Linked DNA regions of Mus musculus: regions 2, 3, 4 and 5 are each linked to region 1. Evidence: chromatin contacts called from public HiChIP or PLAC-seq and promoter capture Hi-C data. All regions are on one chromosome and are shown on one strand. Each heading gives the region's core, a stretch centred on a gene start, on an enhancer-like site or on the middle of the called end of the contact. The rest is flanking DNA. Distances are from core to core; before and after follow the strand shown.

Region 1 (3,480 bases), core at 931-3,430:
TGCCCCACAGAGCAATTACACTTCCCCCACAGAGCATATTAGTGTGAGATGGATAATAACAAGAAACGTATCTATGATGTCACATGCTGACAAATATTCTGCTAAAACAAAGCAAGATAAAAATCTAGAAAGCAGCTTCTAAAAGATTACACAAGGTTCTACAGCCAGTGCCCACCCAAGGATGAAATAGATGGAGCCAGATGGTTAACAAGAGTAAAAAGGAGGGTCACTGTAGAAGATACTTAAAGGAAAAGCAAAGACCCTGGGGCAGAGCCATGGTGTGGCCACGCTAGAGATAGTATGCTGAGTGAAACTGACCTGGGCAACAAGTATTCAGTTTTTTACATTTTTATCTTGAGTAGCAGGATACTGCACAGAAGGGATCAAAACAGTGGTATCACTGATCCATGGGTAACAATGGCAGCTAAACCTCACACAGGTCCTGCTCTAAGGATTTTATGCAATTCACTCAGTACTCTGACAGAAAGGTTAAACAATTTGCTCAAGGTTACAAAGCTAGGAAGTGGTACAGCTGCTTTGCCACTCAAACAAGCAGGCCTAAGTCTGCACTACCTCAGTTTTATAACACCTTACAATTTAATGAATCACTCTGTGTCCAGAAAACCTAAGAGAGTAAGAGTAGGGATCAAATTAGAAGAGTTTAAAAGCTCACCAGATAGCTTGGACAGGGACTTTAGGTTACAGTTTCTGGGAAATGGTCTGGTGTTGTAAACAGGTGGCAAGGCTTCTTAGGAGATACATGCAGGCCTATGAGAGGCACCAAGGTGACTTTAGACAGGCATAAGGATTGTTCTGGCACGGACTGTGGTTATCTCTTGGAGTGAATCAACCTATTTGGTGTTAAAGTGGAATAGACAACTAGAAGCAGGAGATTGGAGATCAGAAGGGAGGACAGACAGTACTGGAGATGGGAGTCATGGAAGATGTCAAAGGAAACTGATGTGAAAAGTACATAGGATCACATGGGAGGGGAATGATGACAAGAGAAGGCCAAACTGGGCAAACCAGTCAAAATCATGTTTCTCACAAGGTAAAATTCAGACAGCCACTGTGAACTGCCTGCTCCACATGTTTGGCAACACAGCTCAAAGGGTAGCCCTCCTGCCTGTAAACCTCACTATTCTTCAGCTGACTGGACCTATGGATGCAGATTTTGATTTGCCAATTAGACTGTGAGCAAGTCAGACCCACTGCTGGCTCCCCTGGACCCTGGCACAGGGCTTACCCAAAACATGTGAACAACTCCTACTTGCTGAACGGATGGCCAGTGCTACAGCTGCAGCCTCCCGCTCAACCCAAAGGCAGTATGACCTCATCAATTCCTTTGTCACCCCGCAAATCCTATTCTAAACTGAAAGGCCACACTAGCTGGGCCAGCCTTTCACTATCTTCGGTTAGTGATGGATTACAGTGGGAACTGAGCCACTTCCAAGGCTGGGAGTCTAGTTTGAGCCAGCAGAGAGTGGGCACCCTAATAGTGATTGGCATACAAGAGTCAACAACCCAACACAGGACATCTCTGCATCTGGCAATAAGGTACATGCAAGCATGCAAGATGGCAAATCAAATTCCTACCATCAGCAACCCAAATCCACTGGATGATACTACTTGACATGTATCGCTGTCAACAGGTTGCCACTTGCCATTTATTTCTACAACGTTCATTGTTACTGTAAAACCACATTCTGATAAGCTACATGACACTTCATCCACGGGTAATTTGGTGGAGACTTGGGCGGTTTCTTGGCTTTTTCCAAACAAAACAGGCGGAGTTCGGGGCGTTGAGGTGTCCCTGCCCACACCTCTCCCGCCAGAAGGCGAGGCAATGGCTTCGGGCCCACCGCCCAGGGGGCTTCGTTACCAGGCAGACAGCACCCTACGTTCATGATGCCTGGGCTCCGGGCCCGGCCCCCACTGCACAAAGGCCGCGACTCCGCGTGGCCCAGCCCGCCTAGCGCGCCGCGCCCCGCCCCGAGCCCCGGCCTGTGGCCTCGCCCGGGAGGGGTGGGGGTGGAAGGAGGGAAGGAAAGGGCGCAGCCTCTCCAGGCCGCAGCGCCCGCCGCCCGCGGGGCGCCCATCGCGCCCCGCACCTACCTGTGGCGCCCGCGACCTGCCCGAGCCGCCCGCAGCCCGACCACAGCCGGTCGACCCTCACCGACCCCGGCGCCGCCACAACCCGCGAAGGCCCTTGCAAAGCGCTCGGCTCTTGAGACCCGCTGCCGCGCGGGCGAGCGGAAGGCGGGCCTTGGCGGAGGGCTACCAATCACGGCGCACGGCCTCCGCGCATTGGGGGAGCCGGGAGCGGGCTGAGGCGGCCGCCAATCGGCAGCGCGAGGCGCGCGCGGCCCAATTGCGAGGCGCTATGGAGACCGGGATGGGCGGGACCAGCCGCAAGCCTGGCACTTCTAACGGCTGTCGCTCCGGGTGGGGCTGAGTTGCGGCCGCGGGGCGCGCCGGGAGAGAGGCGCGTAGAGGCTGCCGGGAGCCGGGGAGCGCGGGAGTGCGAGGGACGCTGGGAGCTCATCTATGAGCTGGCCTCTGTTGAGCTCAATAGTCACTTTTGAGTTTGCGAATGACAATGGACCTCCGGCTCTGGGTCGTCCCAAGGACAATGTTGGAGGTACACCCATCCTAGAAAGTCAACGGATAAGATGCGCGATGCGGAGGATAGGAAAGGAGTTTTACTCGCAATATCATCACACCAGGAAGGACAAAGATCTGATGACTAAAAATGTTCGCTGTGCTTACAGCATCCTCCGTGTCAAAAAAGGAAGGAGAAGCAGAGCCGATTGGGGGTCCTTTTAGTTTGGGGTGGACCTTAGGTAGGCCTTGCAGACTTGTGTCAGTGCCAAAGACCATAAAGAAACTTAAGCAGTTCCAGACTCATCTGACACCCGTGGTAGCAGTATGAGACTTAGGAAAATTCTTTAGGACAGAAGTGACTCAGAAACAAAATGAAGTTAGCCAGGTCTGTTCCTGAGCCCTTCAAATCCCGAACCCACAAACCATTACTTCATTGCTATAAGCCCGGGACTAAGGTGGGGATAAGTTATATTTATACTATCCAGAACCTCAAATAGTTTAGCTTTCCTTTAGGTTCTGATTCAAGTCAATAAGTGTAATAAAAATTTTATAGAAAACTGTCTGCCGTTAGGCAAACACTTCAGTAATTGCTGCTGGACATGAAAAGTGGATGCTAAAAACACGACTAAAGGGTAACATGTTGAAGAACTCACGGTCTCAGCACACTTGTGTTAATGCTAAAAGCACTGAGTTATATCCCTAAGGTTGGGGAGATTGTATCTATTTTTTTTTTTAAGATATATTTTATTTATATTAGTACACCATTGCTCTCTTCAGACACAACTGAAGAGGGCATCAGATCCCATTACAGATAGTTGTGAGCCACCATGTGGTTGCTGGGAATTGAACTCAGAACCTCTGGAAGAGTAGTAGGTG
Region 2 (3,652 bases), core at 457-2,956, 2.2 Mb after region 1:
ATTTTTTACTAAGCTTTTCCCTCTCTGTACTAACGTTTTCAGAAGCAAACGTTGTCCTCATAGCACCCTCATTAACTGGGCGAAGGAAGAAATGACAGGTTTCTGGGTTCCACAAGGAAGCTAACGAGTAGCGATACACTAGAAACATAGGCTCACCACTCCACCGGAGAACATCTGCGGGGAGGTGGGTGGAAGCAACAGAGGGAGTTGCCGAAACTTGCGGGCTGTGGGATTAGCAGAGGTTCTGTTGCTGATTGGGCAGATTACTTACTGGAATTTTTGGCTTGACAGAATTACGCCCAGCCTGCGTGCCATTGCTTCCTCCGCCTTAAGCTTGATTTATAAACTGCGGCCACGGCTTCTTTTACCAAAACCTGCTGCTCCACTTCAGTCTAGCCTGAAAAGCTTGCTACTACGCCCCAGTCCTACCCAGTTTACTCCTGCTCTTAGATCCAGCCTCATCTGGGATAACGCTTGTGGAACTGAAAGACCCACAACGTGAGGACTCCCCCACGTTCTGACTCAGGAGAGGCGACACCCCAAAATCACCAACGAGAAACGGTCTTGCTGCAAATTGCAAGAGGATTTTTATTCAAGAGCGCTCTCGGGCCCACGGTCATACACCACGCAGGGGTAGAGGACTGTGGCGCCCCGAGTAGCTGGATAAGGGGGTATTTAAAGGAAGGAACCACAACTCAAGGAGGTGGGAAGGGCGTTGTTGGAAAATACCAAAAATACCAGTTAAGAGTCACAAGGAAGTACAGAGTCACAGGTGTCACAAGGAATACCTGGTAATTGTTAACTCTCAAGACAGTTTCTAAGAGCCCCTAACGATAGCACATTTGCATTGCAGGTTCCAGCAATGGTCAGAGTGGGTCAGGGTGACTTTCTTTGAATTAACACTCTTTGAACCCAGGAAGCCGGTGGGTGGAGGAATGTCGCTATCTGTTTTATGATTAGCATACCTTGGAGCACTGAGTTTACTACTCTTTCAGAACCATGGGAGTCAGATGAGCTCCAGCAGCAGTTTTTCCACTCACTAGTTGGGCGTGCTCCCTTGGTTCCGATTTGAGGGTTTAAGAAATGCCTGTCGCTCTAGGTCGTATTTCTGGCAAGGGGGGAGGGAGCACCCATAATAGGTGTGTGTTCAGTAAAAATCTACAGCCTGCCTCCATGTCCAGTATTTGTGCAGATCGTGGTTTCCCTCCCAAAGATGCCAGATCCCCTTAGATTACTAGACTGCAAGTGGGGAGCTTCATTTTATATTTAGATTTATGTGGATGAGTGTTTTCCACAGGCATCCAGTGCCCGGTCGAAAGTGTGTCGGACACCCTGGAATTGCAATTGTGAATAGTTGCTTGCTACCACGTGAGCGCCAGGCGCAGAACGTGGATCCTCTGCAAGAGCAGTAAGTGCTCTTAACTGTTGAGTGATCTCTCCAATCCCTGAGAACTACAAATTTTATCCTACTCTGGGCAGAGGAGCTGTAGGCTCCTGCCCAGCGATCACAAGCCTATCCAGCTCGCTGCCTTCTTAGCTTGTCCAATCCAACAGCACTCACTGACTAAGTAGACAACGGTGGGATCTCACCCCTCTGGGGTGCATACACCTCCCAGTAGCACCTACTGCGGTCAGCCACGCCCTGGTCTTGCACGGGGTGGGTGGGGTCTGCTGGTACACACATGCGCATTCCTTCCTCTTTCTCTCCCTGCAACTACACCTTCGCGTTTTGACTGTGAGTCCTTTTTGTCCCCTACTGCGTGCCGTGTGACTTCCCGGCGGACGTGCTGGCTGCGAAGCAAGATGGCAGCCACTGCGGCGGTGCCTGGCGCTGCGGCCGGCCGAGCGAGCAAACGCGGCGGCGGCGGCTCGGGCGGCGGGGGAACCCAAGGTGCGGAGGAGGAGCCGCCGCCGCCCCTCCAGGCAGTTCTAGTGGCCGATAGCTTCAACCGCCGCTTCTTCCCCATCTCCAAGGACCAGCCTCGGGTGAGCACCCGGCTCGCGAGCAGTCTGCCGGCCTCGAGGGTAGCGGGGCCGCAGGTTGCCACTGCAGCTGGTTAGTGAAGCGTGCTCTGGAAGTTACCCTCAAGTTGAGCTTATCTGGTTAGGAAAAGGTGGAGAGACCGACTGAAACCTCGGAGGCTGTCCGATCAGATGAGTAACTAGCACACATGGATTCTCGCAGGGCTATACACCCAGCCTTGGGAAGGATGGAGAGGGCTGTGTGTAGAATCAATGCTTGAAAGAAGGCTTCCCCGGGGGATTTAGTAGCACAAGAGGGGCCTCCACTGTCTTTAACCTTGCAGGACATGGGCAATTTAAAGAAATTGCTTTAGATAAAGGCAATGGTAATATATTCCTAAAGGAAAAAAGGCTAGCTCTCAGCAGGCTGTTTTCCTCCCATCTGCTGAAAGGGGACCCCAGTGGGTTGCCATCAGTCTAGGAATTACCTAGACATAGGAAATAGGCATTGCGCTTGCAGACTACTGGGTCGCTCAGCAATCCATAGTTCATTCAAATAGGGATTTGCCTTTGACTTAAGAATTCCTAATAGCCGGGCGTGGTGGCGCACGCCTTTAATCCCAGCACTCGGGAGGCAGAGGCAGGCGGATTTCTGAGTTCGAGGCCAGCCTGGTCTACAAAGTGAGGTCCAGGACAGCCAGGACTATACAGAGAAACCCTGTCTCAAAAAACCACAAAAAAAAAAAAAAAAAAAAAAGAATTCCTAAGGCTAACGACTGTTCATTTTTGACAAGTGTTTGAATGATTTCTGTGACTCTTAGTGGCAATAGAACAATAGAAGGAAATTCTATGAAGAAGACCTTAGTGCTTAGAGTTCTAGAGCTATGACTTAGGGCCAACATTTGTCCTTAATGCCAGCACTGGGCTCCTAGAACATGTTTGTGTCTGATACCATGCCTACTAGGCTCAAATTCCAGAGCCTTAGACTGACCCTTAGAGCCTGTTTGCTTTAGAATAAAAGGATAAAGTCGATTATAGTGTCTGCAAACCAAAGTATACCAAAGTATAATCCTGACTTGAAGATCTCAGACTTTTTCTTTCCTGCCCTATAGGTCCTCTTGCCCCTGGCCAACGTTGCGCTAATTGACTATACTCTGGAGTTCCTGACTGCCACGGGTGTACAGGAAACATTTGTCTTTTGCTGCTGGAAAGCTGCTCAGATCAAAGAACACTTACAGTAAGGCTTCATAATTTTTCCTTTCCAGGATTCTCCGTCTTTTTTCAGTTCTTCCAGGATAGAGTTGATGTGAGGAGGAGAACACTGAATCTGTTCTGAGCTCCTGTGAGGTTTAGTGTTCTCGTCACGTGTCCCGAGGTAAACTGCTGCAGCTTCCTTTGCCTTGAGGTCCCAGGGACCAAAATTAAAGGCTTGCCTGTGATTTTGAGTCTTTCTTTCTTTTTTTAATATATATTTTTTATTACGTATTTTCCTCAATTACATTTCCAATGCTATCCCAAAAGTCCTCCATACCCTGCCCCCCACTTCCCTACCCACCCACTCCCACTTTTTGGCCCTGGCGTTCCCCTGTACTGGGGCATATAAAGTTTGCAAGTCCAATGGGCCTCTCTTTCCAGTGATAGCCAACTAGGCCATCTTTTGATAATTTCTGAGTCTTTCAAAGTTTGTTCC
Region 3 (3,659 bases), core at 1,110-3,609, 2.0 Mb after region 1:
TACATGTATGGATGTTTTGTCTGCATGTACGCCTGTGCAACTCATGTGTCTGATGCCTTGGAGGCCCAAAGAGGGTAACAGATTTCTAGGCCTGGAATTACAGGCAATTGTGAACCATCATTTGAGTGCTAGGTATTGAACCTAGGTCCTCTAGAAGAGTACTAAGTGCTCTTAACCCCTGAGCCATGTCTCCAGCCCCAAGAGCGTTTAATTTTATGTATATGGAGGTTTTGCCTATATGTATGTTTGTGCACTACATGTGTGCCTGGTGCTAGCAGAGGCCTAAAGAGGCCTTTAGCCCCTGGAACTGGGTTCCAGACAGTTGTAAGCAACCATGTGGAAACTGGGCATCAAACCCAGGTCCCCTGTAAGAGCAGAGAATCTTGAGTGCTGAGCTAAGAGCTCACGAAGCCCAGGAAGAGTTTAAAGTAGCCAAAGTAGGTCTAATAAATAAAGTGATCAGTTCCCACTGAACTAAACCAAATGATCATCATCAGAATGCATTCATTATACAGAACTAAACTTGTAACCCAGTACTATTGATTTCTCTTGCTAGACAAGAATCCTGAAGGACAGGAGTGCAGCAACCTAAACTTAACCATATCATAAAATCTTATAACTCCTGTAAAGGGAGAACCGTGTGTGGGCTGGCAGGTGCCTGAGGACCTTGTGTTTGTATCACCTTTGCCTTTGTATCACCACATAAAGTGTTTATAAAATGCAAACGTTGGGACCTCTTTAGAGCCACAAGGCCTGGCTCATTCTTCATGCTAATTTAGAACCACAGTGGCTCAAAACAGACTAGTGATTACAAAGCGAGCAACTCCCATTCCCTATTAAGTTCATACATGTGGAGACAAGAGCAAAGCCACTTCAGGTTCACCCACATTCTCATCTAATGCATTCTCCCATAACCACAAGATTAAGAATGTCAGTTTCCAAGTTTCCATATAAATTTTAATACCACATGTACTGAGGGGAGGGTTAGACAGGACCTCAAGTAATCCATGGTGGCCTGACAGTCTGGCTCCTACTCCTAATCCACCTCCCAAGTGCCGGGATTACTAGCCTGAGCCACCATGATAGGTAGGCTAAACTCTTTTGACAAGTTTTGTGGTGTTACTAGAGACAAGCACCCTACCAATGAGGTTCCTCAGAGATGAAGTGTCCACTTCTTTTGCTGCCTTTTCCCGAAACTATCACAGCAAATCAACAGGATCACAGAAATCTTGTTACCTCCAAGGCACCTCCCCAGTTCCACCTGTTTAAGACTTTTTTCTTCCTTTCTTTTTTCCAGTCTTCTGCTGCCCAGCCTAGCCTTGAACGCCTAACCCTGCTTACAAGCAAGTCTGACCACACCAAGCTGTTTAAAAGCAATGCCTGATTTTAAACGTTAGCCAGTAAGCTACACCATATGCAACTTTTCCACAGATGTTAATAAGCTTCACTTGAGGAGCAGGTTCTTCCGCTTTCGCCACTTTCCAAGATTCTGATTTTGGGTGGCACCTGGGAAATGAATCTACATATAGTCCAGGTGCTGTTTATTTATTTATAATTCAGCCTTTCCCAGCTTGGCTCCAACTCGCCATCCTCCTGATTCAGACTACTGAGAGTTGAGATTACAGACCTGTGCCCACCTCGGGTGAATTTTAAGATCAGGTGGTGCCTTCGCCAGGCTCAATCTCATCTCTGGCTAGCTCACACGTTTATAAAGACCTCAGGCCCCTTGGTGTGTATGGTACCATCAATTAGGTAGAAGTTGCAAAGTTGACATCTTCGGACTAAGTTTCAACGTCAGTATTAATTCAACTGCTATGGAATTTCTCTTCTATTACACTTCATGTAAGATCCGGCCGGCCGGAAAGGCCACGTGCTTCCTACAGCAGTACAGCCCTTTCAAGAATATGAGCCGGACATGCAATTAACGCTCAGAAGTTCCCCTTTCCATCACATCCCTCGGAACTACTAGGAAAGACCGCGGGTCCGGAGAACCGGGCCGGGCTCGGCCAGACACCTCTCGCGGCTCGGCACCCAGAAGCCAGTAGGGAAAGGAGGACCAAGGAAAAGCTAGGCAGGGAGGAGTCAGCTTTAGCAAAGACCTCGTAAACAATGGAAAGCGGGAGCCCCACACGGCTACCTATCCCCCGAGGATGCGCGCAACCCCAGCTCATGGGAAGCCGGGGGAGCTGGAAGCGGCGGCCATTACCTGCGTCCAAGCAGCCGCGGGGCCTGGGTCGCAGAGAGCTCCCGGTAGCCGCCACCCAAGGGAGGCGCCCACGCCGGACCGCAGCGCCAGCCTCGCTGTACCCAACCTTGCAACGCCATCTTCCCAACCTCTGCCCCACCATGGCCCGACCTCTCTAACCCCGGCCTAGAAATCACTTCCGGGGCGAAGAAAAAAAAAAAAAAAAAAAAGCCACACAGCGCGGAGGAGTGGTCTAGAGCGCCACCTGGAGGCCGTTCAGTTCCGGTCTTCCTCTTCTCAGACCAGCGCCACCTTGGAAGTTTCTGGTGAGAGTGACTGGGGAAAACTTGAGGCTTTGAGTAACGCTGTGTTATCAGACACCCTCAGGTTATCACATTTAACCACAAGACACCGTTTCACTGTGCTTTATAGTCTCAGAAAAGGGAAATGGCCCTGTACAGTGGCAACCTTAACTCGCCAGGCTTGGACATCTGTCTGATTGTGAAAAGCAGAAAACGATTTATTAAATGGGACCACACTGAGAGGATGAAATTCAATGACTCCCCACGTTCATCTTCCAGGTCTAACATAAAGATAAGGTTTAAATGGAAGGCAAGAAGTGTGCAGTATAAGGAAATTGTGTCCCCTCACCAATCACCCTTCACCCGTCACCCCCGACCCCTGATCCAGCCTCCTTCTCCAAGCCTGCCCCCTTGACAAGTTGCAAATCCTTCTGTAGTTACTGGCTGCCCCCAGAAACTCAGGCTTTTTCCTTCCAGCATGAGATTTCTGGGGTGGTTCCATTACTGAAGTTTGATAGCCAAAGACAGAGCCCCAAGTGTTTCAGTTGAAGAAGCAAGGGAAGGGAGAGGGTCTCCTACACCTGAGTCTGGTTGATCTCTAGACAACTGAGAGTCAAGTATCCCAGCACAATTAACATTTGCTTTGAGAACAATGTTCCCTTTCTACAGGAATGTTTCAAATAAGAATGTTACAGTAGCAGGGAATCATGTGTAATGCCTAAGCATGGCATGTTTCCTTTCCTAACTATAAATCCGCAATTTTCTAGAACTCACAACAAACCTCACTTATAGTAAAAGAGACTTTTTAACTCCCTCTGCAATTTTATGGCCCTTGGTTTATATTATTAGATTGGAGTCTATCAGAAGCACCTCCAGGACTACTCTGTCATCTCATTTATTTCAAGAGGGAAAAGGAGAATGGGTGGGGGTGGGGGTCCCTTAGAAACTCTTCTGTTACTGGTGGTAAAGGTCTGGGCTGAGTGTTTCCAGGCTTCGAGAATGAAGAACATGGGGAGCGACCCTTATTCAGAAAGAGTCAGAACACACTGCATAACTGTGGGTAGCAGCACCAGTGGAGATGCTTAAGGGACCCCAGTCATTGTTTGTAGCTTCTAGATATGGGATGCAGAGGAGTTTGGTTGTTAAGGGATACCCACTTTGTGTGACTCTAT
Region 4 (3,619 bases), core at 22-2,521, 2.1 Mb after region 1:
GGGTGTGTGTATCAGGACTAGGAAAACCTGGCATATTTTGGTTTAAGCCAGCACTATAAAGGGAGAAAGAAGAATAAACAAAGTGGGGACTCTCACATTAGTACCCCGACTCAAAACTGACAGGGTTGGGGGCCACCTGGTTTTGCTCTAAAATTCTCTTTCCAGTGAAGAGGGGTGGATGTGACGATTCTGCAGGGGGGAGGGGCATTGTGTAGGCCTGGAGAACTGTAACTAACCAGGTTGGTGTTTCCAAGTTCTGTTATCGCAACATCTCTCAGGTTTTAGGCGCCTCAGGAAGCTCCTTCAGGCCCTGCAGCTACTGGAAGCTACTGGAAGCTACAAGGAAGCTGAACCACTTATCACGCCCCCCCCACCTCTCCCCCAGGGCCCACCTGTGCCTCCAAGCTCCCTCACCTGTCACTTACTCCAGAGACCCCAGTAAAACCCATCCATTTCTCCCTTCGGAACTCAAGACTTCCCCGGTCATTCCTGTGCCCACCTGCATCGAGACTCCCACATCTGTACGAAAACACCAAATCCAGGTGTTATAAACACAAAGCCACTAGCTCCTTTGCGTGTCAGCACCGAAAAGGACACTGGTGACAGAAGATCTAGGCTCCCATCTCTACCTCGGCTTCGCTGTGTGTGCTGATGCCACGTACCTCCACATACCAGTAGCAAAACAAACAAACAAAAAACAAAACAAAACATAGATAATGACTTACGTAGTAAGTGGCTGACAGCCTCCAGTCCCGGAGGGAGGTTGGGGCTTCTCTCTGGACAGCTCCGCCACCCGGCCCTAGGGCGTTCCCATGCCAGCCCCGGGCCTGCGAGCACAGGCTCCACGACCCACCCACAGCGAACGCAGCTCCCCCTGGTGGCCGCGCGGAGAGTGGAGCCGGCCGTGACCACCCATCAAACCTCCCCTCCTGCCTTCTAACATCTAGACCTCCGCACAGCCCGCGAGGTCGCCAACAAGCCGGGGACCGCGCGAGATCGGAACGAGACAGGCCCCGTTTCTCCCGTCCGAGGCTTCCCACCGCCCACCCCGCCTTGGAGAGCCCAAAGAAGTGAGCCCGTGACAGCCTCCGACACTGCATGAAAAAGGCGTGAACCGTCACCTACCTGCACCCCAGCCTCCCCACACGAGAGCAAACAGCCCGGGCACGCTCGCGAACATCGGACCCTGAGCAAAACAAGCCTTTATAGCGGCATAGTCCCCCACAACGCGCAAGCGCGATGCACAAAGCTTGCGCAAGACCGAAGGGAATCGTAGTCCCTCATCCGGCAGCCCCCAGCGCCGCACACCGCAAAAGACTACGTTTCCCAGAAGCACCGCTGGTGCCCGGGATGGGGTGCAGGCTGCTCACAGTACCCGCGCGCATCTCGTGCTGCCCCATCCTTCCCCGGTTTCTGATGCCCAGTCTGGAACCTTCTCTGCCTTAGTCACGGGGGCTGGGCAGGCGGGTCGGGGTAGCCGGTGGCGCTGTATTCTCTGACAGCCAGAGGTTCAAAGTCAGGAACTTCCAAATCTATGCGGCGGTTCCACGTGCCAGAAAACATCGTGAAGGTCATCATAGCCTGCTTCTGTCCAGCCCCAACTCTTAGCTGTGGTGTCACTTAATGGGTGCATGAGTCCTCCACGTTCTGCATGAATGGTACCTTTGGATCTTTTCTCTTACCCATCTATCTCAGCTTCTTGACTTCTAAGTAGTGAAATGCCAGAATCGCAATTTCCAAAGTGACAAGGGATGTCAAAATGATATACTAACTAATCAATCTATTTTTATAAATAAATGTAAAGCTCCCGAGGCATTAGTCGTTTTATTTTTTCTATTTTATCTATTTTAGTATCATAATATAAAGACTACTCTATTGCATGCCTCCCAACCTTTAAACTACCCGGGGCTTGTTTATGGTTACCCATTTAAGGGATTTAAAAAGAAAGTAAACTGGATTGTCCATCATACAACTACCTAGTTAGCTACTGTGAACACTAATGTCATAAAGCTGGACTTATTGACAGGATGTATATTTGACACACAGAAAGCTCAGGAAGATAGGCAGTGTTCAGAGCTGGGCTTTCAGGAAGTTGGATCATGAAGACTCTGAGTTAATGAACGGTTTAATATTGACTGATTGTTCCATGTCACTATTAGAAGCTAGTAGAATATGAGGACTTGGAGGCTTGTTAAAGGAAGTTGGTCCCTGGAAGTATACCTTTGAGAGATGTGTGTTACCCCTTCCTGTCATGATGTTCAGCCTTGTGCCGAGCACACACTAACAAAACCAGTTCACCATGGATAAAAACCTGAGCCAAAATAAGTATTTTCTCCTTTAAGTTCATGTTTTCTCCGGTATTTGTCATATTGTCATAATAACAAAAAGCTGATTATGTTTCACTATTTTAAAATTAAGATATATATTGTTGGGGTCAAGGAGTCGCCAGACAAACCACCAAACACTGATCTCAGGCAGACAGGGATAGTTTATGGAGCGTATGTCCTGGGACTGACTGATCAGGGTCAAAGACCAGACTCAGGAGCTGACTGCAACCTCGAGCCAGAATCTACAGAGCTTTTTAAGTCTGAAATCCACAAACATCTGTGTCAAGTTCTTCCACCAATCAGGATTTAGGGATAAGGACTTCCTCTGGAGCAGGTCTTTGTTGTACACGTATCCTGTTCCCATTGGTTGGGGGATCAACTTGCATTGCCTAACATCCATGCCTTAACTTGCCAACCAGGATATCAGTTACCCATGTCCATATCTTTTTCTGCCATGTAGGATGTCAAACCCCAAAGAGTTCTTAGGAATTTAAAACTATTAAACCCCTACTCAAAATGGAAGTCTTATTCCAAATAACTTCTTACATTGGTGCAGGAGAAGCTTATAAAAGCAAAAACCATAAAGGCTCATTCACCAGTGCGGGACGTGCTTGCTGTAGCTAACTATACAAAGCAGTTCTTACTGACCTTTGTTGTGATTGGTTTCCAAGAGCATCAAAGCACATAACATAATAGAGTATGAGCCGGGCGTGGTGGCGCACGCTTTAATCCCAGCACTTGGGAGGCAGAGACAGGCAGATTTCTGAGTTCTAGGCCAGCCTGGTCTACAGAGTGAGCTCCAGGACAGCCAGGGCTATACAGAGAAACCCTGTCTCGAAAGAAAAAAAAAAAAAAACATAACAGAGTATGCAATCAACTCGTGCATGAGAAAGTTTCCTTGTAACAGTAATAACAACATAAAGTGGCTGGACCGGCAGCAGCTACTCGGGCCTTGACATATGTGAGATGTCATTAATTGAAAAGATGAGCCACAAGTTATAACTGGTTTTTCTTTCTTTAATTGAGGTAGAATCTCTGGGATTTCAGAAGCTGAACTTGCCAAGTAGGCAAAGGTGACCAGCACCTTTGGTCCTCCTGTCTACCTCCATAGTGCTGGAATTACGGGTGATAAACAGTGCTGGTGACTAAGCCCAGCATGAGAGGCAAGCTCTCTGGCAACTGAATTACATCTCTGTAAGTGTTGGTCTGTTTGTTTGCTTGTTTGTTCGTATTTATTTATTCAGTTTTCATCCCCATCACTGTCTCCTTCCCAGTCACCTCCTCCCACAAAC
Region 5 (3,475 bases), core at 597-3,096, 2.1 Mb after region 1:
CTGTGGGTTCTGGGAATTGAACTCAGGTGGCCAGGCTTGCAGAGCCAGTGTCACCATCCGCTGAACCATCCTACTAGCCCCACAAGTGACATCCAGAAAGCATTCTCTCCAGCCAAACAGTCCAGCGGTTCAGTATCTATTTTTTGCTCCTTGGACAATTCAGTATTTTAGTTTCTCTCCCTCTGATTTTCCTCTCCAAGTTTACAAAGACAAGGCAACAATCTGAAGAGTGCAAAGCTTTCCAGAAGTCATAGCAGACCATAAAACTTAAATCTGAAGCTGGGCGTGGTGGCACACGCCTTTAATCCCAGCACTTGGGAGGCAGAGGCAGGCGGATTTCTGAGTTTGAGGCCAGCCTGGTCTACAGAGTGAGTTCCAGGACAGCCAGGGCTACACAGAGAAACCCTGTCTCGAAAAACCAAAAAAAAAAAAAAAAAAGAAGAAGAAGAAGAGGAGGAGGAGGAGGAGGAGGAGGAAAACTTAAATCTGTACCGCAGTGTCTCTTGGGATGTCACTGGTAATCCCAGCAAGGCAGGAAGTCTACCACAAGGTCTAACCAGCCAGTTAAGCAACAGTGAGCTGCACTGCATGGGATACTGCAAAAACAAACCACTGAGGTGACAGGAGAGGGAGGCCGGGGAACATCCTGCAGCAACCTCCAAGCCCAGCCTACTTCACTCCGGGACCCTAGGCGAGAGGGGCACTGACAGGAAGGAAGCATGTCCTCTGGGACTGCTCCACGCTGAGTCTGTCTAGCTTGGAGTTCCTGTGATGGGCTGAAAGCCGACACCTCTGGGTGCTGCAGGGGAGGTGGACGCAAACACAACAAACTGGAGAACTGAACTGTCCTGTCAGCAAGCTGCTTAGCTCACTTGAGCCCATTTTCTCCTCTCTGAGAGTGGGAAAGGATCGTATTTGGCCATATAACTCTAATAAAATGTCTAATAATATGGTATCTAAAGTATTTAACCCAATAACCTCAGCGCCAAATCAGGATCCAAGACACCATGAATTATTTCCAAACACACACAGTATGTAACTCCCCTCCCTGACTGACCCCTTGTTTACTTGTATGTCCACAGAGAGCCTCACACTGCTTTAGTCGGTTTAAGGAGCGAACCTCTCCAGCCCTCACCCGCTCCTCATCCTGCTCTTCCACAGGAGAAGGAGCAGGTGAACACAGCACAAAAGTGTGGTTGTGGGAACCCATAGGCAAACAGAGTTAAACTGGGCTCTTCTGGCTTCCATGCCATCATGCCTGCCTGTGTAGAAATGAGACATATAAACGCAGTAAGCCTTACCTCAACTGGGGGTGTCTCTCCCAGCAACAGGTTATTAAAAATCGTAGCGTAATCCCCATTTAAGTTCATCAGCTCCTCATGGGTACCTCTCTCTGTGATACAGCCTTCCTTCATGAAGATCACCTCATCACAATCGACCAGATACTGGAGACAATGGCGAGGAAACACAAATTGCTGATATTCCCGCAAATACATTCAAACCTCCAATCTTAACTCGGTATGTCTCAACCAGAGATGCTTTGGCTGCCCATTTGACAACATGAGACTATTTCAGGTTGTCAAAATAAGATACCACTGGGGTACAGTGGACCAAGACCTGAATGCATACAGCAGACTACCCCCGCCAAACAACGAATCAGCAGTCTACAGTCTCAAGACTGAGAGCCTTTGCTTTACCTTACTGCGCCCTATGACACAGGTCAGATAGAATTTCTTATGTCTTCTGGTGTTAAGGTTTCGTCTTTTGCCATCTATTATAATGCTAAGTGAGGGTTCCCAAGACCTGGTTGTCCCAGAAACAAGAGAGTCCACACACAGACCTTACCCTCAAGTTATTTCTGATTGGTGAATAAAGATGTGGACAGCCAATAGCTGAGCAGATGAGACACAGGAGGGGTTTAGGGTTCCCGGGCTTTAGGGTGGGGGAGAACAATAGGAGGAAGAGAAGGTAGAAGAAGAGAGAGAAGCCACCATGGGGCAGGCGAGTCATGAAAATGCCATCCTGAGGGCTGGCCAATTGGAGATGAAACATAGTAAGTAATAACTCGGGGTTATCAACACCAATACGGATTAGACTCTAGTGGCATAGAGGGTATACGTGCCCAGTTCTTGTGCTGATTAAGGCTTATTGTAAATATAAGGGTTGAGTGTGTCTTTTATCCAGGAACTAAATAGCCAAAGGCAGGGTGGAAACCCCAGGACAGGACTAGATAATCTCTACAACATTGGGTGGTGGAGCTACAAAAGCTTCCCAGGACATTTTATATCCTGGCTGAGTGTGGTATAGCATAGGCGTTTGATCCCATACTCAGGAGGAAGAGGTGGGTGAGCCAACCTAGTCTACAAAGCAAGAGACAATCAGTGTCTCAAATAAATTAACTCAAATCCTTTCACTGTGTGCAGAAGTATATAGAACTTACAAAAAAGAGAAACTAGGCCCCAAACTTAGGCTGTCAGCTCAGACAGCGATAATCCCAAGTGGGTTTCTAATGCCTGCCATGACTGATGGGGAGAAAGTACAAACTGCGCTTGTTGTTCTCATCGACAGATGCCACCTCAGTGCTTCCTACCACTAACTCCCTTCCAAAGTCCACTTCTATCTGCTCTTCTCAGCCCTTTAATTTGTAGGTCTGCTGCAGAACCAGTGTGTTCCAAGGACCCCCGATTCAGACGGCCACACAAAGGACTGCTACGTTGGCTATTTGGTGAGGAAATGAAAACAGTTAACTCTAGGAACCTCTGGCCCAAGCCCTCTTCATTACTGAGCCCACATGAGCAGCCTAGGAGACAATGTACCATACCTGTAACTGGTGTGTAACAAACAGAACCGTCTTAGACTTGAGGCGCTTCCGGATAGCACTGTTGAAGATGTGGTTGCCCACATGGGCATCTAAGGCACTGAGGGGGTCATCCAGGATGTAGATGCTTCTATCACTGTACAAGGCTCTAGCAAGGCTGATTCTCTGGCGCTGTCCACCACTCAGGTTGGCTCCTCGCTCTCCAATCTATGAACCCAAAAGGAAAGCCTCTATCTTAAATCTAGAAGAGCGCTTAACAGGCACCCCAGTCATCTTTCATCTCCATTTCCAAAGCCTTCACAAACTGCCTGTGTGAAACTTCTAGGGGCTGAGGAAGTCACCCTACAACTATCAATGTGCCAATCAGATATCCATGTGGCTTTGACACTGCCCCAGGTCACCCTTTGACACCGCCCCAGGTCACCCTCTTCTCCAGAAAGAATGCCTCAAAACAAAAGGCACCCTTGCCTAAAACTCTTTAAGAACCTTGAAAGAATCTAAACACTAACAACCATGGGTATCCTGAGACTTAAAATAACATGTAAAATATGAACCCACATGGCATCATGCTTTGTCGACATGAAGCCTGCATCATCTCTTCTGGGACACTCCTCCACCCTCTTCTAATTCTACCCACAAATGAGGGCCCTTCTTATT

Evidence for each region. Promoter capture Hi-C pulls out the DNA fragments that hold promoters and counts their contacts. HiChIP or PLAC-seq counts read pairs in DNA pulled down with a chosen protein or histone mark.
Region 2: a contact with region 1 is called in a promoter capture Hi-C map of pre-B cells, with 11 times the contacts expected there. The contact joins the promoter of Eif2b5 here to the promoter of Dgcr8 in region 1. A contact is called at or near these places in 2 of 39 promoter capture datasets (hippocampal neurons and pre-B cells) and 1 of 115 datasets of contacts at active chromatin or transcription factors (astrocytes).
Region 3: a contact with region 1 is called in a promoter capture Hi-C map of pre-B cells. The contact joins the promoter of Parl here to the promoter of Dgcr8 in region 1. A contact is called at or near these places in 5 of 39 promoter capture datasets (cranial neural crest, embryonic stem cells, hippocampal neurons and 2 more) and 1 of 115 datasets of contacts at active chromatin or transcription factors (astrocytes).
Region 4: a promoter capture Hi-C map of pre-B cells shows a contact between it and region 1, with 10 times the contacts expected there. The contact joins the promoter of Abcc5 here to the promoter of Dgcr8 in region 1. A contact is called at or near these places in 4 of 39 promoter capture datasets (the C10 cell line, cranial neural crest, hippocampal neurons and 1 more) and 1 of 484 Hi-C or Micro-C datasets (B cells).
Region 5: a contact with region 1 is called in an H3K27ac HiChIP or PLAC-seq map of embryonic stem cells, with 2.9 times the contacts expected there. The contact joins the enhancer-like site here to the promoter of Dgcr8 in region 1. A contact is called at or near these places in 5 of 39 promoter capture datasets (the 3T3-L1 cell line, 3T3-L1-derived adipocytes, hematopoietic stem and progenitor cells and 2 more) and 1 of 115 datasets of contacts at active chromatin or transcription factors (embryonic stem cells).

What each region holds. Positions count from the first base shown.
Region 1 is chr16:18,286,988-18,290,467 of GRCm38.p6, forward strand. It overlaps Dgcr8 (DGCR8, microprocessor complex subunit), which reads right to left and starts at 2,181. Exons shown (of 14, transcript NM_033324.2): 1 at 2,116-2,181.
Region 2 is chr16:20,497,111-20,500,762 of GRCm38.p6, forward strand. Eif2b5 (eukaryotic translation initiation factor 2B, subunit 5 epsilon) reads left to right here and starts at 1,707. Exons shown (of 16, transcript NM_172265.2): 1 at 1,707-1,986; 2 at 3,075-3,199. The coding sequence starts at 1,804.
Region 3 is chr16:20,300,003-20,303,661 of GRCm38.p6, forward strand. It overlaps Parl (presenilin associated, rhomboid-like), which reads right to left and starts at 2,360. Exons shown (of 10, transcript NM_001005767.4): 1 at 2,207-2,360. The coding sequence starts at 2,325.
Region 4 is chr16:20,425,123-20,428,741 of GRCm38.p6, forward strand. Abcc5 (ATP-binding cassette, sub-family C (CFTR/MRP), member 5) reads right to left here and starts at 1,272. Exons shown (of 30, transcript NM_013790.2): 1 at 1,126-1,272.
Region 5 is chr16:20,373,690-20,377,164 of GRCm38.p6, forward strand. It overlaps Abcc5 (ATP-binding cassette, sub-family C (CFTR/MRP), member 5), which reads right to left. Exons shown (of 30, transcript NM_013790.2): 15 at 2,822-3,025; 16 at 1,302-1,445. Among named protein-coding and RNA genes, the nearest start is that of Cyp2ab1, 50 kb to the left of the region's middle. Within about 2 kb of position 1,847, at least 24 of the 459 cell types and tissues checked have an H3K27ac peak or open chromatin away from gene starts, as enhancers often do. A contact at or near this core is called in embryonic stem cells, where this site is marked.